Regions from separate parts of the Ovis aries genome. Here region 2 is linked to region 1. A link is a contact called in public Hi-C data. All regions are on one chromosome and are shown on one strand. Each heading gives the region's core, a stretch centred on a gene start, on an enhancer-like site or on the middle of the called end of the contact. The rest is flanking DNA. Distances are from core to core; before and after follow the strand shown. Region 1 holds the start of ARHGAP5 (Rho GTPase activating protein 5). Region 2 overlaps AKAP6 (A-kinase anchoring protein 6).

Region 1 (4,798 bases), core at 713-3,212:
AGATTGGTAATATTTACTCTTATCTCTCCAGAGTGTTTCTGTGTGTATGTAAAATGATAAGTTACTTATTTTCTCAAAGTTTTTTTGTTTTGGGTGGGGAGGGTTGGTGTTTAAAGCTGTTTCCCTGAAGGCATGGTTCCTAATCAATTTTAAAATATACCATATTATCCTTGAGTTTTATTTTCTGCTCTTTATAGCCTTTATTTGTATATATCTAAGCATTTATAACCGTAGAAGTTTGACCCCCTTTTTCCATTTTCAGATTTTTATTTATGCAGAAAACTGTACGCTTTCTCTTGCGAGAGGAGCAGATACAAAAATTAAAATGATATAAACTTGTTAGTTATTTGTACTGGTAAGCAGCTCACCAGTGTATTAGTATTAATAAGGAGCAAAGTTGTAAAGTTGACTCCTTAAATCACGATGGATAATATAGAAGGACTAAAGAGTAAAAACAATGTCAGTTATGACAACTATCATTTGAAAACCATGGCTTCCCCCCTTCCCTGTCCCGCTTCATTTTCTTGTGTCTATATTATGAGAAAAAAGAAATTTGAAAAGTCTTTTTTTCTCTCCAGTCTTATGTCCTGATTCTTCGGTATGATGTCCTGGTTTGAAGAAAACAATAATATATAAAGAATGTTAACACCTTTAAAAGCCCTGATTTGACTTTGGTTTGTACTGATACATGCCATGGTTATGAAATTTCTGATTATTTAGGAAATAATTTTTACATTAGGGTGGACACCCTATTATAGTACTTAATACTTCAACATCAAGTATTAAATTATAGCTTTGAATTGGCTTCTCGTACTTTTAGGAACTTTTAATACAAAGGTCAAAAAACGCATTTAAATGCATGGGCTTTCCAACCTGTACAAGTGATGTGTGTATTAAGGCATTAGTACTGCATTTTGATGGGTCCACTCTCTAAAATTTCCTCCTCTCTTTTTCTTCCTTTTTTCTATATTTTCTTTCTTTGCAAGTTTTCTGTAGTGTCCTTTTTCCTTGCCTAGGGTTTATAACTGAAAGAAATAAGTACCTATGTACCTCACTCAACCTATTTGGTACCATTCAGATGCAAGGGAGTGGCTGGAGGAAGTAATTGTAGTCATGCCTTTTTAAAATTAGGGAGCAAGAAACAGAGAAATTAAACATCTCTTCTGCTTCTGTCTATTAAGTTTACCTTAGAGAAATACGGAGTAGAAGGGCAGGGGTATGGAAGAAAGGAACAGGACTTCTGCTGAAATTCTGTGGCAGATTTACAGACAAATATTTTCTAACTGATTTTTACCAAAAGGCAGTTTTGTTTTTCTTTACTGACAGACCCTAAACATACTTCTGGTTGGAAGCAGCTGCATCATTGTAACACTAAAAAGCAACCTTGGCTAACTAAAGTACCTTATGTAACATAAGAAATAAAGAATACTTTAAATTTAAAAGACTTTTTTATATGTTTACTGATGATGAACCGTTTTCAATGCAGGAAATAAATCTACTCCCAAAAAGAAATTGGCCCCCACATTACTTCTTTCTTTTAAACGTAACAAATTGGGGTAGATTTATGTTTTTGCTCATTCATTCTTTCATCTGCCGGCAGCTATTTTAAGAACTATGTGTAAGACAGATTCTGATGACCTTGGGAAAGTCACAAGACCTCAGTTTCTTCAGTGATGAAAGAAAAGACATTTTTCCACCGCCCTTTAACCACGACTCAATGCCAGTGCTCAGATAAGAAATACGCCAAAAGCCCAGGGTACCTCCAAACTTGTGAGATTTCTACGTCTCCAAAAATATTGACTATATTTGAGACAGTATAATAAGAGCCAGGTGACCGATGGTTCCTAAAGGTTTGCTCAGTAGTAGTGTGAGCAGGGGTCTTCTGGGCCACCCCGAATTCAATCCGCCCCATGTCTTGGCATCTCGCTCAATTTCCTTAAGAATGGATTAAACCGAGGGCCTGCCTCCGTCCCTGTGCGGTGTCGACGGAGAAACGGAATCTTCTTGCTCCCATGGAGTTTTGCTTTCTGGGTGAGTACGGCACCAGGTCCCGGGCGGGTGCCGTCTAGTTGGCCAGCGATCCCAGGCAGGAAACTGGCTGCACACGCGGGAGCATGTCCCCGGGAACGAGCTTGGTGCATATATTTTCCTCTCTTGAATTCTTTAATACTCAGACAGCGTAGGCTGATTTATCGAGAATCATTCAGTGCCCATGCGATGTTTTGTAACGGCTAACACAATATCAGGTCCCTTTGCAGTATTGTGGTTTGCTCCCAGTTACGGCCAGAAACCGGAACAGAAGGAAAGGGAGAAAGCAGGGAAGGTTCGGAGACGACAGTGCTCAGAGCTGCATGGTCGGCAGCTTCTAAAGCGTGGAGGATGGGACGGAGGAGGAGCAGAATACGGAGAAAGGGGAAAGCAGAGGAAAAATATTCACGCCAATGGGTAAAAGGGAAAAGGTGAGAAGGAATGGAGTAGGAGAGGGAACCAATGGATGGGAGAGGCGGAGGAAGAAGGGGGAGGGGCAGAAGCCAATGGGGGAGCCGGGACGCGAGCGAGAACGCGGCCCCGCGCGCTCGCTCCCTCCCTCCGGCTCCGGCGCTCGCGCCTTCCCAGGCTCCCGGGAGACGAGGGCAGGGGCGGGGCCCAGCCGGGCGCGCGGCGCGGGAGGCGTCGCGAGGTGAGGGCGGCGGGGGCGGGGGATTGTGGGGAGGACGGTGCGGGTGCGCGCGCGCGCGCCCCGTCGAGGTTGCGCCGCCGCTCCGCCCCCGGCCGGGTGTGTGGCAGCGCGCGCGCGCGCGTGTGCGTTCCGGCGGTGCGCGCCGGGAGAGATGCTGAGGTAAAGTTCGGGAGAGAGGGAGAGATCCGTCAGCGCGAGGGAGCCCGAGTGGCCGCCATTACTGAGCCCGGCGCGGCGGCGGGCGCCGGGGAAGGGGGGAGGGACGGGGCCGCCGCTGGTGGCTGGGAGGGAGGGAGGGTGGGTTACCCGGCCACGGGAGCCGTAGGGCTTGAGGTTTCGGGGCGTGTGTGTTGGGGCGGGCTGGGGGAGGTGGCTGAAGGGACGCGGCGCTCGGTGAGCGCGCCAGGGAAGAGAGGCGAGCAGAGAGTGGAGGAGGAGGCGGCGGCGGGAGCGCTCCCCAGGAATGTCGCTGCCGCCGCCACCACCGGGGCCGCTGCCGTTGAGGAGGAGACGGAGGAGACCGACGGTGTTAGGTAGGACCTTGCGACTCCCCGCTCCTCTGGGCCTGCCCGTTAGCCCCCTCCCCGCCGGGAACCCTCCCGCCGCCCACTGCCCCGCTCGGTCGCCGCCGCCGGTTGTAACCAGTTCAAGGGGCTGGGGCCCCGCCGCCGCGGAGGGGAGCCCGGCGCCGCGCTCTGTCCTCGCAGGCCGGGGCGGGGAGCGGCTGCCGTGGGGGGGAGACGGGCGGCGTGAAGGGCAGAGAGGCCGGGGGAGGGGGCGCTTTCCCCACAGGTGATGGGGCAGGGGTCGGCGGAGGCCTGGTGGTGGCCAGAGTCCGCTCCAGCCCGCCGCCCTCACTTGCCCTGGTCTCGGATGGTGCGTGGGGGAGGAAGGTGGCGGTGTCTATTAGCCAGGCGGCTGCTGTTAACGAGTTCCACCTGGAAGGGGAGAGGTAGGGTGGGCGCATATTCGCGGAGACGCAGTCTTCATTGCAAACTTGAGCGCCTTTCTGGGGGATCGGCCCTTTCACTTTTTCCCCCTAGCTTCCCCCGGACCCTGGGTTCTGTTCACCAATTTCTTGTCTGCTCCTAAAGCTCGGGGTAGGATGTGAGAAGTTGCACTGCGCAACCAAAACACAGAGCCCTAAGGGTTGGCTGCGGCCGGGTTGAGGCTTTGAAATTGAGTTTTCGCTAGAATAACCTCTAGATTCTCCCTGTTTCCACTGAAGAAAAGTATCGGGGTGGGGGTGGGGAACTGCGCGGGAGCGCGCGCGCACTTATCCACACATAAATACACTCACTCCCTCTCACCCTCCCTCTCCAGCGTTATTAGAAATGCAAGTGAGGTGGAGGCTCAGGGTGTAGCTGAGGCTGAAAGGTGCTCGGACGTCTAGGCAAACTATCAGGACTTTTAGTAAAATTCCGAGAAAGTTGTAAGGAAGATGGTTATGCTTTTACAATATGATAGAAATCCAGTTTGGGCCCACGTTTAATATATGGAATTCGAATGTTTTAAGTATAGACCAAAAGAGGCATACAGATGGTGTGTACGCGCGTTTTTAAGTTTAAATTTCCATCGGTAATTTGCTTTTGCATTTGTAATTGGTAGGAAACGGCATCATTTTCTTTTAAAGTGTTCAGGTATGAAACAGTGAAATGCGTCGCTATGTTTACTGATCTTATGCAGTCTTCTACAGGTGTTGGGAGGGCGGGGTTTGCCGACTCCACTTAAATTCCAAAACCAGTATTCAGTTTGAATATATTAATAAGTGTTTATTTCCATTGATGTTCTCATTCATTTCAGGGACTATTTCTCTAAATCTGCACTTAAGATGGTTCTTTTAACAAAAATTTGATCTGGATTCAACGCTTCAGAAAAGTATTTGGTTGAGGAAAATATGTTAATAAAATGTGTTTGGAAGTACTGTCAATTCCGGTTTATTTTTAATGTGATGAAACTATTTTTTCGTATTCTTAAATAGACGTACTGACCATACCGGTAACCTACTAGGGAGTTTTCAGATTAAGGTTTCGCTTCCATTTTAAATTGCTTTTTCATTTTTGGCTCTTTCATCTGTTCTTTGAAATTGACCCACGTTTCTTGTATCTATAGTCCATC
Region 2 (4,798 bases), core at 1,600-4,099, 360 kb after region 1:
CAGTCTCTCCTCCCGCCCAGACTTACTGAACCTGCAGCTTGACAAGATCCCAAGGTGACCTCTGTGCACTTGAACAGTGGAGAAGCACAGTTTGAGAGACATAACTCCCACCCATACTACCCCCCACCGCGCTGTGAAAGACTGACCATCGATCAAACCAGAACTAAGGACTTTTCATTATAATTTTGGATTTATTATACAGTATTTTACTTTTGGATAAAGCTACATGATTTTCTTCTATTCTGACTCATGACTTATTCTGTATAAACTGTATCATTGATGTTTGTGGGACTCACATCAGCAACTGAACAAAGAAGGCACAGTTCTTTCCTACTGAATTCATCAGCTTCATTGCTCAAGAAACATAATTAGGGAGCCATTTAAAGCAACTGAGAGGAAAATTGCCAGCTCTGAAATTGTAGGGTATGCAGACGCCAACAAAATACCTAAGTTTGAACAGACAGTAGTAGGGGAGGCTTAAATAATTCCTGATAATTGAGGTAGAAAGAAACACTTAGAGATTGCATTATTATTTTTTTTTTTACAAATTTATTTATTTATTTATTTTTTAAATTTTAAAATCTTTAATTCTTACATGCGTTCCCAAACATGAACCCCCCTCCCACCTCCCTCCCCATAACATCTCTGTGGGTCATCCCCATGCACCAGCCCCAATAGAGATTGCATTATTAAAGTTGAAAATTTTAAAGGTTGAATTTTTTTTCTTATGCCTTAATTTTATCTTATCTATCTCTTTATTAATATACCTAGTAAATATAGTGCAAAAATAAGATAACTTTTTTGGTTAATGTTCAGTTATCTCAAGTTTAACAAATTAACATCATTCACAAATTTGGTTAAGTTTCCTAAAGCATTTTAACCTATCTAATAATTTCAAACACCTTAGATGAATAATACCATAGACTTAGAAGCCTAACTAAACCAATCTTTCTATGCACTTAGACAAGTTAAAAAATATAATAAGCCAAACTCATAACCATAATAAACTAGATTGTTTTATATTAAAAAATTAATCAGAATTTTATAAAATCACAGTGTGAAACATTTCAAATTAAAACTTCAAAGCAATATTATATTTCAGACTCCTTAAAAGATTTTAAAACTTTAAATAATAAATACACATTATCTCTATAATTACAAAACTTAGTACTAAATCTAGCACAAAGTACCATGCCTTATGTTATCATCTCTCTACTTATTTCTACATTTCATATCTCCTAGTCACACAAATGAAGGAAGCAGAAGTTATTTGATCCATGAGCAGTCCTTTAATCCAGTTACAGGCAGGTATAGAGAAGTAACACGTTGTGTTCCAGAATGCAAACCTTGGGGCTGTTTTTGGAACCCATATATTATGAACCCTCTCATACATAGTTTAAATGTTTAAATCTTCACTGCCAGGGGTGCAATCCAAGTCTATGACCATCAGCTGGGATTTAGTTTCACAACCCAGTACCTCACTTTTTCCTAAGGTATAGTCTACCTTTATTCAAGTTTTATTGTAAATTCTTTCAACATTCTTTCTCCCTGTTGGAGTAGATAGAATTGTGTTCTCCCTACCAGGGCTGCGAAGAGTTGACTCACTGGAAAAGACTCTGATGGTGGGAGGGGTTGGGGGCAGGAGGAGAAGGGGATGACAGAGGATGAGATGGCTGGATGGCATCACTGACTCGATGGACGTGAGTCTGAGTGAACTCCGGGAGTTGGTGATGGACAGGGAGGCCTGGCATGCTGCGATTCATGGGGTCAGAGTCGGACACAACTGAGCGACTGAACCAAACTGAACCAGGGCTGCAGCTAACATCTTCATTGCACAGTTAACTTTAACTGAAACCTGCACCCCCATCCAGAATATAAACTGTCTTTATAGTTTCTTATCTGTTTCATCTACCTCTTTACCATTATTCTATTGATGTTGCCCCTTGACTGGAGTTTGGACAAGATTAAAAACACTGCCTTGTGCCACTATGTAAGCACGTGTATCATGCATTCTGAGCTATTGACTTTTGTGTTGGCACGATTATTGTGAATAAACCAAGAAAAACAGTCCTTTTGGGATTTCTTTGAGACTTCAATATGTAGAAGCTAAGTGGCTTGTTCTTTCAAAGAAATCAGAGGTTTGAGAATGTATTGATAATTGTCCTTGTAGGTTGCTTTCTTAAGGAAGCACATTCTGAGGCTCTGAGATTTGTATGTTGGAGGCTTATTGGAATGAACCATCTGAGAGACGCGAGCAACATCATCCTAGCAGAGGGAGGAGTTGAACCACTGTGCTGCGGTAGAGGCATTAGTCATTCCTATGGGGAACTCCATAGAGTTGGGCCCACTCCTTTGCCAGGCTTTCTACCTCCTCCCACTGAGCAGGCATTGGACATGGAGTGCTCCCAGGGAAGGATGTGACCTTGGGTGGGGCAGCTGAGGGCAAGCCCCAGAGAAGGTCTCAGATGGGAGCAGTAAGCAGCCAACACTCCTGGCAGCTGGGGGAATAAGTGCCTTATGCAGAATAGTGGGAGACTATAAATGTTCCTATAGCTTTTCTGTATTGTTGTTATTGTTATCATTATTATTAAAGGGCTTGACCCTGAAAAGATCATGGTACTTAATTCTAAGAGCACCAATGTAACAAGAGACTGATCTCTGTAATGCGAATGAAAATACCTCTCTTTGCTGAGAGGCATTGTGCAGAACTCATGAAAACATGGCAGTGATGTTGGCAGGGAGATGGCAATGAAGTTCTCTGCACCAACTGTCTCCTGCAGCTGTGAAAAGACACACAGCCTGGCTGCCAACTGTTGGGCTGTTTGTGCTTTGGCTGCATTTAGTTCCCTCTTATGTCAACTTACAATTCTGTGTTGAAGAAAATTGGTCTGGTCTGCCACCATCCCCATCTCTTAGCAACTGAGAGAGATTGAAACAACAGCTGGGTAATTTGATACTGGGAATTTAAAGGTTGTGAAATGGAATATAATGGCTTGTTTGTATTAAATGAAAAAAAGAGAGAAAATGATGTAACTCTAATGCTTAGAAATGTTTGGAATGCCACATGGGTTACAAAGAGAGAAAAATCTAGTTTAAACTGGTTGGACTCTTCCTCTCTCAGAATGATTAATGTTGAGTCCAAAAGCATTCTCAAACACCCATATTTGCCTAAATATAAATTCCTGTAGAATGTTGGAATTGCAATATGAAAAAAAGTTTCCGTGTTCTGTATTTACTTTCTGTAAGATTGACCTACTGCTTTCTTTATCACACATTTAAAAATACTATTTTCAATAAAACATAGATGACAGTTTAGCTTTGGTGGGCAGTGGGAGGGGCCCAGGGGTGGAGACAGAGACAGTGAGGGATGGTCCTCAGAGGCAGTGATTCACTGGAAGCCTGTTTTATAGGCTGCTCACACCATCTCCAGGGCACACGCACAACAGATAATAATGGAATTGTGAGTTTGAAAACTAGGAAATGAAAAGCCAAGTGCAATTGTTGACAAAAAGTTGTTTTCCCTCTTCCCTGGGGCCAGTAAAGAGATCATCTGGCTTTCAAATTAAGAAAGCCAGAAAATACAGTGTTTGCTCTCAGAATAAGTCAAATGTCATACTTAATGAAAATTCCAAAGCAGAAAGAGAGAAAGCAAGGAAGTTGGGGAAGAAGAGATTGAAATGCCTAATTAATGGAGTGAGCTGCTTGCTGCTTGACCTGTAGGTTCATAATTCAGGCATTTGTCCATTGTTTAATAAACATGCCTGAACAAGGTTCATTGAAGGGGCATGGATTATAGGGGAGGGGACTGAAAATCTAGTGCTTTTACATGGTAGGAAACTGCCTGGTCGTGTTTCTCAAGATAACTTGTTCAGCTGCTGCATATGCAACTTTCATCCCAGCGCAGGGGGCAGAAAGCCATTGTTTCCTTTGCTTGGCTAGTGGTTTACTTCCTTGTCACCTTCTCATACAGTTGGGTCATAGGTCTGCTGCTGTTAGCAACACATTGTCTTTTCATCAATACTGAAAGAATTTAATTCCTTCCCTGTGAAGTGGTTCCAATTCCTCAGCAAGTGTTTGGCTTTGTGATACAACTTTGAAGAAATGAAGTAAAAATTCACTGGGAAACAGCCCTTCTTCTTACCCATCCACTTCCTTACTTCCCAGTTCTCCCAAGACCACATCCATCCAATTTACAACAAATGAAGTGGAACCATATGAAATTTATCTTTTTGTAGGTAAAAGGTAGTTAAACGTAGGTAATTTCACATGGTTCAGCTTTTAATATACAAACGAGTTCTCTGGTTTAAAAAAAAAAAAGAGTGACTATGAATGTTATCCTTAGAATTCTCAGAGGAGAGGAAAAGAAAAGACTTCAAGGTAAACAAATGGACAGACAAACTTATTTGTACCAAACTAAATTCCAGATGGGGCTGGCTTGTAGTTCACAAACAGAAAAGAAAAAGGGATTGCAGCTTGCAGGAAACTATTGCTTCTCCCTGAGGGAGATGAGGATTGAAGTTCTCTACATGGGGTATGTTTCCAGTCTACTTGATCTTTCATTTAGCTTAAAAATTCAGTTTGGTGTTTGCACTTCCCTCATTTTCCAAAATTTGTTCTGATTCCACACGTCTGTCAAACATTTCTGTATATTTGTTTATTCCTCTTTGATTTGAAAGATAGGAAGTATATTGATTGTTTTTCAGGTGGAAACTAACTTTCCATTCATTTGGGAAGAATTTGTGCATTGGTTCACTTCCACAGCTCTAGAGCATTCGTGCTCAATATTACACTTTTATTT

The links. Hi-C and Micro-C count contacts between places; a contact is called where the count stands out from the background.
Region 2: a Hi-C map of skin fibroblasts shows a contact between it and region 1, with 3 times the contacts expected there. The contact joins the enhancer-like site here to the promoter of ARHGAP5 in region 1. A contact is called at or near these places in 2 of 16 Hi-C or Micro-C datasets (skin fibroblasts and tail adipose tissue).

The regions. Positions count from the first base shown.
Region 1 is chr18:40,266,486-40,271,283 of ARS-UI_Ramb_v3.0, forward strand. ARHGAP5 (Rho GTPase activating protein 5) reads left to right here and starts at 1,963. Exons shown (of 7, transcript XM_060401788.1): 1 at 1,963-2,031.
Region 2 is chr18:40,622,297-40,627,094 of ARS-UI_Ramb_v3.0, forward strand. All of the region lies in intron 2 of AKAP6 (A-kinase anchoring protein 6), which reads left to right. Among named protein-coding and RNA genes, the nearest start is that of TRNAC-GCA, 120 kb to the left of the region's middle. Within about 2 kb of position 2,850, at least 15 of the 54 cell types and tissues checked have an H3K27ac peak or open chromatin away from gene starts, as enhancers often do.